Linked DNA regions of Mus musculus: all the other regions are linked to region 4. The links are chromatin contacts, called in public promoter capture Hi-C maps. All regions are on one chromosome and are shown on one strand. The core of a region is the stretch at or near the end of the contact, and the rest is flanking DNA. Distances in the headings are between cores, read along the strand shown.

Evidence for each region. Promoter capture Hi-C pulls out the DNA fragments that hold promoters and counts their contacts. Capture Hi-C pulls out chosen DNA fragments and counts their contacts.
Region 1: a contact with region 4 is called in a promoter capture Hi-C map of liver, with 3 times the contacts expected there. The contact joins the promoter of Dnmt1 here to the promoter of AB124611 in region 4. A contact is called at or near these places in 4 of 39 promoter capture datasets (the C10 cell line, liver, maxillary cranial neural crest and 1 more) and 1 of 115 datasets of contacts at active chromatin or transcription factors (memory CD8 T cells).
Region 2: a contact with region 4 is called in a promoter capture Hi-C map of adipose tissue. The contact joins the promoter of Mrpl4 here to the promoter of AB124611 in region 4. A contact is called at or near these places in 1 of 115 datasets of contacts at active chromatin or transcription factors (memory CD8 T cells) and 2 of 9 other capture datasets (adipose tissue and liver).
Region 3: a contact with region 4 is called in a promoter capture Hi-C map of liver, with 2.5 times the contacts expected there. The contact joins the promoter of Zfp653 here to the promoter of AB124611 in region 4. A contact is called at or near these places in 3 of 39 promoter capture datasets (liver and neural stem cells).

What each region holds. Positions count from the first base shown.
Region 1 is chr9:20,951,645-20,955,035 of GRCm38.p6, forward strand. Dnmt1 (DNA methyltransferase (cytosine-5) 1) reads right to left here and starts at 1,335. Exons shown (of 39, transcript NM_001199431.1): 1 at 1,064-1,335. The coding sequence starts at 1,143.
Region 2 is chr9:21,001,067-21,004,303 of GRCm38.p6, forward strand. It overlaps Mrpl4 (mitochondrial ribosomal protein L4), which reads left to right and starts at 1,671. Exons shown (of 9, transcript NM_023167.2): 1 at 1,671-1,931; 2 at 2,018-2,084; 3 at 2,188-2,338. The coding sequence starts at 1,875.
Region 3 is chr9:22,069,677-22,072,840 of GRCm38.p6, forward strand. It overlaps Zfp653 (zinc finger protein 653), which reads right to left and starts at 1,700. Exons shown (of 9, transcript NM_177318.3): 1 at 1,373-1,700. The coding sequence starts at 1,665. Ecsit (ECSIT signalling integrator) reads right to left here. Exons shown (of 9, transcript NM_001253897.1): 9 at 2,570-2,904. The coding sequence ends at 2,648. Gm16845 (predicted gene, 16845) reads left to right here and starts at 1,326. Exons shown (of 3, transcript NR_040407.1): 1 at 1,326-1,488.
Region 4 is chr9:21,524,132-21,527,504 of GRCm38.p6, forward strand. It overlaps AB124611 (cDNA sequence AB124611), which reads left to right and starts at 2,046. Exons shown (of 7, transcript NM_001198794.1): 1 at 2,046-2,176. The coding sequence starts at 2,134.

The sequences.
Region 1 (3,391 bases), core at 85-2,584, 570 kb before region 4:
GCTTTCAGGAATGAACGGATTGACGATGCCCTTCTGGAACAGGAAGCGGGATCCAGTGTTCCCGCCAATCCTTGCACACAGCCGTCCTCATGGAGGCGTGGAAGGTACTAGTGGAGGGCCCATTACCCAGGTCTTCCTTGATTGCTTGGGGAGGGGGGGGGGAGAGGGGGGATTCATATGCACTGAAATGGGGGACTTTACCTGCCATCCCTCACTCCTCGAAATAAACACTGGACAATGTAAAAAGCTTCCTCGATGGCGCCAGGACCGAAAGAACTGGTTTACAGGGGCTAAAATAATAGGGCGGGGGCCGAGACATCTCACTACCATTCATCTTTCCTTCCCCCTGATAAACACTTTGAATGGAGTTAAAGGTTTCCTCGATTGCTCTGGGATCTCGGGACAGAGTTATGTCACTGCCAAAGTGGAGGGCCCATTCTGCAGCACCAGCTCTTTCCAGGCAGAGTCTCTTTGATAGCTCCAGGATCGCAGGAGCTCCTTTACGTTAGGATGAAAACAAAACAAAATCCCACGAGGGCTTCAAGCTGCCCAGGCCCGGCCCGGCAGGATGAGAGAGAAAAGGTCCTAGGACTTGACAGCGGGGCTGGGAAGGAGGGCCCTTCTGAACCAGGGCCAGGGGAACCGGCGGAGGGACCCTCGGGTGGGCGCGGCGGGATCTGCAGGGCACCGGAAGTGGAGGCTGGAGCGGAGTGGGGGCTTCAGGGTGTCCACAGGCCGGGAGAGGGGCACTTCCTGCACACCCAGGAGCCTGGCTGACCAAAGAGGGGAACCCCTGAGGGTGTCCCCAAGCTTGTTCTATTTCAGAGGGCTGATCCCCTTGCTCCCTCAAGCTCCCAGTCAATGGGCTTGCCAGCACCCCGGCCCCCACCCATTTTGGCGCCAACAGCTAAGGGCACGCGCGACAGGAAGCACAGCCCGCGCCAAACGCTGCCCCGCGCATGCGCGCCCTGGCTGTCAGCGGCCGCAGGGCCACCCGGAGATACCCCCAATATATGCCTCGGCATCGGTCCCGCCCCTCACCCCCACCCTGCGTGGCACCTACCGCCTGCGGACATGGTCCGGGAGCGAGCCTGCCGGGGAGGCAAGCGCAGGCACTCGGGCTGGAGCTGTTCGCGCTGGCATCTTGCAGGTTGCAGACGACAGAACAGCTCTGAACGAGACCCCGGCTTTTTCGCGCGCGCGGAAACCAATTGGGAGGGGGCGGCGCAAGCGGAAGCAGCATGTACCACACAGGGCAAGAGAGTGGGGGAAGACCATGCTATGCCCGAAGGGAGTGCGCATGCGCGCAACGGAGGCACCCACACCTCCTGGCTATAGTGGGCTCGTCCGTGCTGCGACTGGCGCCACCCACCTCCCCCTTGCCTGAAGAGGTGGCTCGGCACTTGAGAGCAGGTAGTGCTGCTCTTGCAGAGGATGACTCTGGTTTGCTTGCCAGCACCCGCATCCAGCCGCTCCAAGCCCCTGTAATTCCACTTCCAGGGGGTCCTACAGCCTCTTCTGGCCTCTATGGGCATTGCACTCACATGCACAAACACAACTTTAAAAAAAAAAAAATCTTTTGAGTCTGGCAGAGGCTGTGGCATGCATGCATTTGATTCCAGCACTCAGAATGCAAAAGCCAGAGGATCTCTGTGTATTGAGCCTGGTCTAAAAACAAAATCTTCTTGAAAAAGGAAAAAGGTAGGCGGTGGTGGCGCATGCCTGCAGTCCCTTACACTAAGGAGGCAGAGGCAGGCAGATCTCAGTTTGAGGTCAGCCAAGTCTATACAGTGGAGTTCTAGGACAGCCAGAGCCACACAGAGAAAGCCAGTCTCAAAACAAAACAAACAAAAGTGGGCTTGTCTGCGCAGTGGCTAGCTTCCTCCCTGGAGAGCACCCACCCACATCCAGCCACTCGAAGCCCTGTAACTCCACTTCCAGGGGAAGGCCGCTGTGGACACTGCTCTTAAATGCACCAACAATTTTTTAACCCAAGATAGGCTTGACTTTACTATCTATACAATAGATAATATGGTTGATCTTAAAGTTCAGACCTCCTGCCTCTCTCTGGTCTTGAGTGATGGATTTATGGGTATGCCCCACTGTAACTACCATCTTCACTGGAAGATGAAATGTGTGGTTCTGTAGTGTCTAACTATATGTCCATGATCCATATTTCTGGAACTTACATCTTCAGAAGGAGAAACTATAGGCATAACTCTATCCCCCTCCCCTTCTGCTCATCTTTTGTTACCATTTTGGTAAGAAATACATGAACCCTTAAACAAAAGGCCTCCCGTCTAACCCCATCTTCACCCCCTTGTCCTCTAAAACGACCATGAGCACACCATCTGGACTCTTCCTCAGTGGCTTCATCTATCAGAGCTGAAATCACCTCCTTAAAAAGATAATTCAGAAGTGAACTGGACCAATATACCAATGAAGTAGTATAGTGGTAAGGCCAGGAACCACTTCTGCCATCTGGGTTTAATAAAAAAAAAAAAAGCAGATCGCAGAGAAATGATATTTTCTATTTACCTTCCACATGGTATGGAAGGATTTAGAATATACAGTTCAACAGCAGAATATTAACCTCACAGCAGAAGCCTTGGGAGTCATCCCTAGCACCAGATGAATAAAAGAATGACCGAGGACCAGAAAGACAGCTGAGAGAACTGAGCCAGAAGTAGTCTCCCTCTGACCATGTGTGTAAGTTGACATCACATACCCACGCACATGTACACAAATGTGAAATTGTTAAAGAACTTTTCCCAACAAACCTAACTTTAAAAATCCTGAGGCACTGGGGATGGAGAGATGGCTCAGTAGTTAAGAGCACTGACTGCTCTTCCAGAGGTCCTGAGTTCAATTCCCAGCAACCACATGGTGGCTCACAACCATCTGTAATGGGGATTTGATGCCCTCTTCTGGTGTCTCTGAAGACAGCAACAGTGTACTCATATACATAAAATAAAAAAAAAAAAAAAATCCTGAGGCAGGCATGATAAAAGACATCTATTCTAGCACTTAGCATCTAATGCAGGAAGATTGGGAGATTGGAGCCAGCCTCATTACATAGTGAGATTCAGGACCTTGTCTAAAGGAGAGACAGACAGACAGACAGATAGACAGACAGACAGAGACACAGACAGAGAAAGACAGGGAGAAGAAAGGAGAGAAGAGCCCAGCGGTAGTGGTGCACACCTTTAATCCTAGCACTTGGGAGGCAGCGGCAGGCGGATTTCTGAGTTCAAGGCCAGCCTGGTCTACAGAGTGAGTTCCAGGACAGCCAGGGCTACACAGAGAAACCCTGTCTCGAAAAACAAAAACAAACAAAAAAAAGAGTCAGACAAACAGATACAGAGGGAAATAGACCCAAAGAGAGCAAGCA
Region 2 (3,237 bases), core at 421-2,920, 520 kb before region 4:
TTAGTGAGGTGATCTGGATCTGTTCATGAGGTAATTTTTTTTTCCCCTCTGCCCTGGGAGAGTCCTAGAAGGACAGGGGGCAGGATCCTGGATTAGATGTGAGTGGAGGGACACAGGGCTGATAGGAGGGATTTCAGAGGGATATAGCCAGCCCTGGAGAATCTAAGAAATACTGAAAGCTTTCTGGCAGGACTTTCATTTAAAGAATCAAACACATCTGGAAAGAGGAGGCTGGAGGATTTCAAGATTACATACTGGAGTTCTCTCTCAACAAATAAATAAACCCCATAGGGGCTGGAGAGATGGCTCAGCTGCTAGGGCACCTAAACTGCACAAACATCTTGATCTTTAGCACTAAATAAACCAGCATGGTGGCACATACATATAATCTCAGGACTCTTGAGGTGGGGGGCAGAAGAATCAGAAATTCAGCCGGGCATGGTGGCGCATGCCTTTAATCCCAGCACTCGGGAGGCAGAGGCAGGCGGATTTCTGAGTTCGAAGCCAGCCTGGTCTACAGAGTGAGTTCCAGGACAGCCAGGGCTACACAGAGAAACCCTGTCTCAAAAAAAAAAAAAAAAAAAAAGAATCAGAAATTCAAGGTTACTCTTGACTACACAGAGTTCAAGGCCAGCCAAATCAGACCCCTTCACACACCAAAGAGAGGGGGAGGGAAGATCAGATAAAATTAGATTCACCTGGTCATGTAAGCATAGCGGTGCAGACAACCAGCAATCCAGACCTCCGGAAGCCAGACAGGGAGACTCTGAACTCAAGGTCATCCTTGGCTACACAGAGAAGCCTTGTTTACAAAAGAATAGGATGGCGTTTGAGATGGCTCAGCTGGTTAGGTGGCTTGCCACCAAACTGGATGGCCTGAGTTCTATCCACAGAGTGAAAGGAAATCGCAACTCCCTTGAGTTGTCTTCTTACTTCCACACTCAAACACAAAAATAAATTAAGAAAACTAAAATAGGAGCTGGAGAGATAGCTCTGTGGTTAAGAGCACTGTCTGCTCTTCCCGAGTTCGATTCCCAGCAACCACATGGTGGCTCATAGCCACCTATAATGGGATCTGATGCTCTCTTCAGGCATGCAAACAGAGCACTTATATGTATAAAATAAATAAAATATTTCTTAAAAGTAAAAAATTAAAATACATATATATTGAAAAAGCGAAAAATAGCCACATGACATGGACATGGCACACACCTTTAAAATTTTTTTCTTAATTTCCAGACAGGGTCTCACTCTGAAGTCACTATGTACTATATAGACCAGGCTGGCCTCGAATTGCAGTGTTGCTTCTGAGTGCTAGAATTAAAATCATGCAACACCACGGCCCAGCCCAGCACACATCTTTAGTCTCAGTACTCAGGAATCAGAATCATGTGGATCTCTCTGAGTTCGAGGTCGCCCTGCGCTGCATAGGGTGAGTCAGGAGTGAGACCCTTACTCTAAAAGACAAAAGTCAATTCATATCAATAATGGTAAAGGGAGAGAAAGACACAGGAAAAAAATGTAGGCAAAATACGCAGTGTAGCAGGAGGCTCATCCACGTTCAATAAAAAAGATAAACGCTTATTAGCCAGGTACCGCCCAGGTATGGGCGGACCCTCCATCAATACTTGAGGTTCATTGGTTAAAAGAGAACCGCGTCTCTGGGGTTTGCTTCCCGGCACCCGGCTCTGGCTCTCCGGTGTCGGGGCTTCCGGCTGTCAAGTGGAGCTGATCCACAGCCTCAGGCTTCGGGACCTGGCGCTGATGGCGGCGGAATCGCCTTCGTGACGTACCCGGCGCACATACGACGTCATCAGCCACCGCCGCGAGCGTCCGTACCGCAGCGACCTCGGCGCTGCGAGAGGTCCTCCGAGATGCTGCGGTTGTTCCAGGCCGCTTCCCGGGCCTCGCTTCGACTCTCTGGCTCCCGGGTAGGGCACTGAGCTGAGGTCAAGGCCGGAGGTCAAAGGTTGAGAACCTCCGAGAGCACCTCTAACTCCCGCCTGTCATTTTCCAGGTCATCCACTCTCTAGCGGAAGGCGCGGAGCGGCCGGCCGAGATTTCAGAGCCGCGAGATAGCGCTGGTGAGACGACCGGGACCTTGACACACAGAGTGGGGGGAGATAGCACAGAAGGTACTGAGCTTTGATCCTGACCCTTGACCGCTCATTTGTCACCCCCCGCCAGGTCTCCTAGATCCTGTTTTGCGCAAGTGTGAGCTCCGGATCCCAGTGCACCGGCGTCCGGTGCAAGCCTGGGTCGAGTCTCTCCGAGGCTTTGAGCAGGAGCGCATCGGCCTGGCGGAGCTGCACCCCGACGTGTTTGCAACGGCGCCTCGGTGAGTGCAGGGTGCAATGGGAGGAACTTGCCGTGGTTTCTCCACTTGACAAAAGGGGTGATCAGTTTCGCTGCTACAGGGCTGGAAGGCGAATGACTCAACCCTGCTGTCACCCTGACCTATTACATCCTGCCTTGCTCTCTTGTGCTTGGGTCTCCGTTTTGTCAGACCTCAAGAAGTTAGGTGACAGCCGGGTGGTGGTGGCTCATGCCTTTAATCCCAGCACTTGGGAGATAGAGGCAGGCAGATTTCTGAGTTCGAGGCCAGCCTGGTCTACAAAGTGAGTTCCAGGACAGCCAGGGCTACACAGAGAAACCCTGTCTCAAAAAACAAAAACAAAAACAACAACAACAACAACAACAAAAGAAGTTGTGTGACGACTAGGTAGATTAATCCACAACAGAGAAAATTCTCTAGAAGTGTTTTTTATTAGGGCTGGAGGTGTGCACTGTTAGAGGGCTTGCCTGCATGCACCTTGTCCTGGGTTCCCTTCTATAGCATACACATGTCCTGGTAACCCACACCTCTAACCCCACCAGCACTGTAGAGGTGGAAATAAGAGAATCAAGAAATTAATGGTCAAGGTTGCATAGTGAGTTCCAGACCAGTCTGGGCTACATGACACCATAAGTAAAAATAAAAATACTGGGCTGGTGAGATGGCTCAGTGGGTAAGAGCACCCGACTGCTCTTCCGAAGGTCCGAAGTTCAAATCCCAGCAACCACATGGTGGCTCACAACCACCCGTAATGAGATCTGATGCCCTCTTCTGGAGTGTCTGAAGACAGCTACAGTGTACTTACATATAATAAATAAATAAATCTTTAAAAAAAATAAAATAAAATAAAAATAAAAATACTAAGTACTGGAGAGATGGCTCACTAACTGCTTTCCAGAGGT
Region 3 (3,164 bases), core at 450-2,949, 550 kb after region 4:
AGATGGTTGTGAACCACAATGCTGGTGACTGGAACCAAACCCAGGCCCTCTGAAAGAGCAACAAATGCTCTTAACTACTGATCCAACCTCTTCAGGGCCTAGAATCAACTCTTAAAGAATCATTCATACAGATGAGTGCAGACAAGAGCAGAACACGCTACACCTGAACCCTTACTATGGGCCAAACCCTTTCTATGCTCTCTATTTTCATTTTGTATTTTATTTGAGATAGAGTATCGTTATGCAGCCCTGGCTGGCTGGAACTGTCTGTGCAAACCAGACAGATAATATCCAATCCAGTGTTCACACCATGCAGCTACTGGCTGGGGAAGCTGGGGCAACAGCTGGAGTCCCAGGGTGAGCTTTCCCTCCATGGCTTAGCATCCAGCTTGTCTTCCCACTGTGGACACCTGCACTGTGAGACAGCAGGAGTAACCTCTATTGGAAATGCTCCACCTTCTAGCTGTTCTTAAGGGCATGGGGTTTTTACTCTTGGGCACTTCTGCTGTCCTTGTCTCTTCCTGGAGGACACTGAGAGAGACATGCTTGAGTCTCAAACAGGAGAGGCCATCTACACTTTCAGAGCCTGCTTCTCAGTGTGGCAAGCTGCACATGACAGTTTACCAATAGGTCTGACAACTACAGCGTGGTGAACCATTCATGGTCTTAGTCTGATCCCTAGAGGGCACGTGGTAGAAGAGGACTAGCTCTGCAAAGCTGTCTTCCCACCTCCTTATGTGGGCCTACATACACCACACACGCACACATACACAAGAATAAAAGTGCCCTCACACCAAGCCTGGCACATGCCTTTAGTCCCAGCACTCAGGATGCACACAAGTAACCCTGACAAGGTTGTTGAAACAGGTGGCTGGGTTAAGGCTGCTTTCTTGTTGAGGATCCGGGTTTGGTTCCCACAACCTACATGGTGGTTCACAATGGTGGTTTCTGGGGATCCGACACCCTTTTCTGACCTCTGCAGGTAGTTCATGCACGTGGTACACATATATCCACGAAGGCAAGGCACTCATACGCAGAAAATCAGAGTGCCCAGCACCTTTGGAGGTTTACACCTGAGAGCCAGCCCCAGGCCAGGCCAGTGGAGGCGGGTCGACTCTTCAGACGGGCCAGTCGGAGCTTCCGAAGGCGGGCAGAGGGGTGGGGCACAGGCTTGCATTGGGTAGTCAATGGGTCGGAGGCGGAGCCGCGAGGAGGCGCGTGAGGGGTCTGGGTTGCCTAAGCCCGAGACCGAGGGCCGCCAGGCGGCCCGGGGGTGGGGCTTCACGCTCCGGGGGCGGGGCCGCTGCCCTTTTCGTCCCTCCCCCGGCTTCTTCTCTCCCTCCCTCCCTCTCCCGGCCCCGCGCCCCCTTACCCGTGGCGACCGCTACGCTGGCCACGCTCCAGCGAAATGAGGTAGGCGGCAAGTTTGGCGTCGCTCCAGCCGCTGCGGCGTCTCAGGTCCACCCAGGGGCCGTGCGCCTCGCCCAGGTACACGCGCCGCACGTCGTACTTCTTCCGGGACTCGAGCCGCCTCCGGGCCCGGTCCGACTCGGTGAGCCGCGGCCGGCCCCGCGCCTTTCTGCCTGCCGCGCCTTCCTCTGCCGCCGCCTCCCCGCCTGCGCCCGCCTCCGCCTCCGCCCCGGGCTCTGGAGCCCGCTCCGCCATCCCCCCCTCCCTGGTTACCGGCCTCCCCCGTTGTTAGGAGCCTCGACCGGAAGTGGCGCGCCTAGTCTGCGCCGCCGGGAGATTTCTCACAGGGTCTTCTCTGCCCGCGGCGCCAAACGGGGACAACTAGCCATAGCTGCGCATGCGCGTAGTCCGTCCGGCCCAGGCCATGGAAGTGCGTTCTGTTGACAAGTCAGTTATTTGGGAGGTAGAGGCACTGGGTACTGAAACTCAGGTAATCCTTGCCTCTCTATTGAATTCTTCGGCAATGTGATTAAAGATTTTTTCAAAAGGGCTGGAGAAATGGCTCACTGGTTAAGGGCACTCACTGCTTTTCCAGAGGACCTGCGCTCAAATTCAGCACCTACATGGCAGCTAGAACTGTCTGTAATTCCAAGATCTACCATTCTCACATAAACATATATACATGCAGAACACCAATGCACATAAAATAAAGGTAAATACATTTAAAAGATGTTTTTAAAGGCCAACAAGTCGGCTCTGCAGGTAAGGTGATGGCTGGCATACTTGACAATCTGAGTTACATTTCCGAGATTCACAGGGTCATATATCGGAACAGACTCCAGCAAATGGTCTTCTGACCTCCACACATCCCTCCCATACCATAAATATATAAATGGATTTTTTTTTTTTTTTTTGGTTTTTCGAGACAAGGTTTCTCTGTGTAGCCCTGGCTGTCCTGGAACTCACTCTGTAGACCAGGCTGGCCTCGAACTCAGAAATCTGTCTGCCTGCCTCCCGAGTGCTGGGATTAAAGGCGTGTGCCACCACGCCCATCTATAAATGGAATTTTTGAAAAGACAAGTTTAAAAAAGGGTCCCAAGGTGGTAAACCCAAAAGAGCCCATGCAGAACATACGAAGGGAAGCCACAGGGCCAGGGAAGAGGTTTTGATTTTTTTATTTTCTCCATATTATTTCATACCAGCCCAGTCTTTTCTCCTCATGCCAGCTCTATCTGACTCAACTTTGCCCCTGCTGCTGCTCTGCCTGAATGGTCTCATCATCTTCCTCAGGCCCCTTGGGAGGACTGTGGGGAGGGGACTGTCCCTCCAGCCTTGAAGTTGTCAGGAGCTCCCCCGTGGACCTGGCCAGGCGGAATACCACTGGGATCTGTGCCAGGGTTGGGTTGGTCTCCTGCAAGCCTTGGATCCACTTGATCAATGTTGCCTGATCATGGGCACCAGCCATGCACATGGCGAAGACAGGGCCTTCTGTCACTGTTAGGAGAAGAGTTTGTGTCTCACCACTGTGACGTACTCTGAGCACCTCCATGAGTTCACAGCCAGCTCCCTGTGCCACATAAATGTTCTACATTTCCCTTGGCCATGCCACCCGCTGCTCAGATACTATCAAGAGACTAAGTTTGAGCCCTAACTTGGAGGCTACCATGTGCCTCCTCCCAACTCCCCACATATAACTTGACTGTTCCCTGCTGACCTGAGGCTTGCGCGTATTCTGGTCACATCACTAGTCAGTA
Region 4 (3,373 bases), core at 796-3,295:
CCATCATGTGGTTGCTAGGATTTGAACTCAGGATCTTCAGAAGAGCAGTCGGTGCTCTTACCAGCTGAGCCATCTCTCCAGCCCTGTCTTTTGTGTTTTCCTGGATTTTTTTAAAAATAGGAGCATCAAGGGTTCGAGGATGTACTGGGTTATGCATGCCTTCAATCCTTGCACTGGGGAGACAGAGGCAGAGGGTCTCTGAATTTGAGACCAGTTTGGTCTACAGAGTGAATTTCAAAACAGCCAGGGCTACACAAAGAAACAGTTTCACCAAAAAAAAAAAAAAAAAAAAAAAAGAGTTCAAGGTTATTACTATATATGAATTCAAAGGCAGTCAGGACTATGTGAGACCCTGTCTCAATGCTAAAGGCCTACTACTCTGATGGCTTTTTGTTGACTGTTTGTCTTTGGTTTTTCTGCCTTTTTCTTCTTTTTTTTCCAAAACAGGGTCTCACTATGTGACTCTGGCTGTCCTTGAACTCACAGTATAGACTAGGCATCAAACAGGGATCTGCCTGCCTGATCTGGAATGCTGGGATTAAAGGCATGGCAACTGGTTGTTTGGTTGTTTCCTTTTGTTTTGTCTTGTTTTTGAGACAGTCTCAGCTGGACAACCAGAGATACACAGAGAAATTCTGTATCAGAGAAAAAATTTAAAAGGTGTGTGTGTGTGTGTATGTGTGTGTGTGTGTGTGTGTGTGACTATGTAGCTCAGGCTGACCTTGAATGGAGTCTAAGATGTGCTCCTTATACGTTTGTTTTGGTTGTGAGCCTAGCCTTTAATGTCTGAGCCGCCATCGTTGTAGCTCTAGCAGAGATGTACGTCTTTTCGAGGTTTATTTGTTTATGGCTGGTTTGCCTGCGTGTACAACTTGTGTGTAGAACCCAAGAACTCAGAAGAGGGCACTGGATCCCTGGAACCAGGGTTACTGCTGGTTATAAGCTGCCATGTGAGTGCTGGGAATCAAACCTAGGTTCTTAGGAGGAACAGCCAGTGTCCCTAACCACTGTGCCACCTCTCTAGCCACTTTTCCTCGGTAAGTGTGTCAGTTACTTTCTGTTGCTCTGATAAAGACAACTTATAGAAGGAAGGGCTTATTCCTGCTTATGGTTCCAGAGGAAGACTCCATGATGATGGAGTGGAAGCAGCTCCGGCTAGAACGGCAGCAGAGAGCAAGCTCTCTTGAACCACAGACAGGAAATAAACTGGGAAGAACCGCGGTCTGAACTCTCAGAGCTTGTGACCAGTAGTGTACTTCCTCCAGCAAGGCCATGCCTCTGGAACCTCACAAACAATGACACCAACTGTCCTGTTCTAATGCCACAGCCTCTGGAGACAGTCTCATTTAAAACACAGTAGACCCTTAGACACATTTGATGATTGAATGGGGAACTAAATAAAATGTACCATTAACTAAAGTGTGTGAATTGTATCAGAATTTGCCCAGCCAAGCTTCTTGTCTCCTTCACCTGGTGTGTCTTCAACTACCTGAGGAAACCTTGCAGCCTTTATCCAAAGCTGCAAACCTCTAGGCATGTAGCTACTTAAAGCTAGACTAGCACTCTCCCACAGAGCCGCCCCCCAGCTCCTAGCTGGGGAATTCTAGGAGACCATTCTTAGGCTAGGAGCCAGGCCCTTTGGCTACACTGTTGCATTTGCTCTCAGGATTCCCTGATTTAATTAATATCCACTACTCTCATCCCAGCAATAGAGCAGCTGAGATACCACCGTACTCAGACCTTGCCTGAGGACACTCTGGTTGAGTCTTGATCCCCAGATGCCACCAGGTCATTTGGTTTTGCCTTTGTTGGTGTGTCTTGGGTAGAGGCTTCCCTCGTAGCACACTGGCACTACCAAGATTCTCGGGGTTGAAGGGAGGAAGCAAACATTTCCCCGGCTGCAGTGTACAAAACTGTAGCCAATAGGGCCACTGGGCACTTGTGGGGTGGCTGGCTGTGTGTTTGGGGAATGGGTGGGGACAGGAGTCTCTTTTGGTGCCCAAGCTTGTGTGCAACTTCCTGCCACCCAGGAAACTGTACAAACCAACACTCGCTTCTCCTTTCTCCGCTGTGGTCTCGGGCTGGCAGGGAGCCCCAGATCCCCGTGGCCTTGGCCAGCTTTCCCAGCCCTACATGGGAGGAGAGATGCCCTGGACCATCCTGCTGTTTGCATCTGGTGAGTCTGAAACTTGCCCTTGGGGGAAGGACCCAGCTGCCCTGTCAGGCAGAAAGCAGAGTGGGGCTGCCCCTTCCGTGATTAGATGACACTGATGCCCCCACCCCATCCCCGGGGTCACCCTGGAGCCTGGGAAACTGCCTGACCACAGCCTTCTCATTCCAGCGTTCTTGTGCCCTGCGGAGACAAGTTCTGTAGAAACACCTTCCCACACCTTCCCGCCAGCAGTGCCTCCGCCCCCTTGGGCTCCAGGCTTGCTGTACTCAGAGTCCAGGACTTGGGCAGTTGTGGAATCAGGAGAGGTTAGCTCGAAAGCTCTGTGGAGTGTCATCTGCAGGTCCCCTGCTCAGGGGCTGGGACAAAACTCAAGGGTAGAGTGCCTCCCTGGGATGGATATGGCTGGCGCTCTCTCTCTCTCTCTCTCTCTCTCTCTCTCTATCTCTGTGTGTGTGTGTGTGTGTGTTTCTTTAACGCGGGCTGGTGGCACTTGCTGTCAAGCCTAATCACCTGAGTTTTTCCCTAGCATTCACATGGTGGGAGGAGAAAACTAATTCTTGTAAGTTGTCCTCTGATTTTCACACACATACCTCAGCACAAATATCCACACACCTACATAACATGAATTAATAAATTTAAATTTTTTTCGAGACAGGGTTTCTCTGTATAGCCCTGTCTGTCCTGGAACTCACTCTGTAGACCAGGCTGGCCTCGAACTCAGAAATCTGCCTGCCTCTGCCTCCCAAGTGCTGGGATCAAAGGCATGTGCCACCACTGCCGGGCTATAAATTTAATTTAAAAAAGACAGAACAGGGGGCTGGAGAGCTGCCACAGCCCTTAAGAGCACTGGCTGCTTTTCCAAAAACCTGGGTCCAATTCCCAGCCACCCACAAGGCAGATCACAATGTTCTGTAACTTGGGTCCAAAGGGATTTAACATCTTTTTTGGCCTCCACAGAGACCACATAATACCTAGATATACATGCAGGCAAGTCACTCCTACATATAAAATACATTTTTTTTTTTAAAGATTTATTTATTATTATATGTAAGTACACTGTAGCTGTCCTCAGACACACCAGAAGAGGGAGTCAGATCTTGTTACAGATGGTTGTGAGCCACCATGTGGTTGCTGGGATTTGAACTCTGGACCTTCGGAAGAGCAGTCGGGTGCTCTTACCCACTGAGCCATCTCACCAGC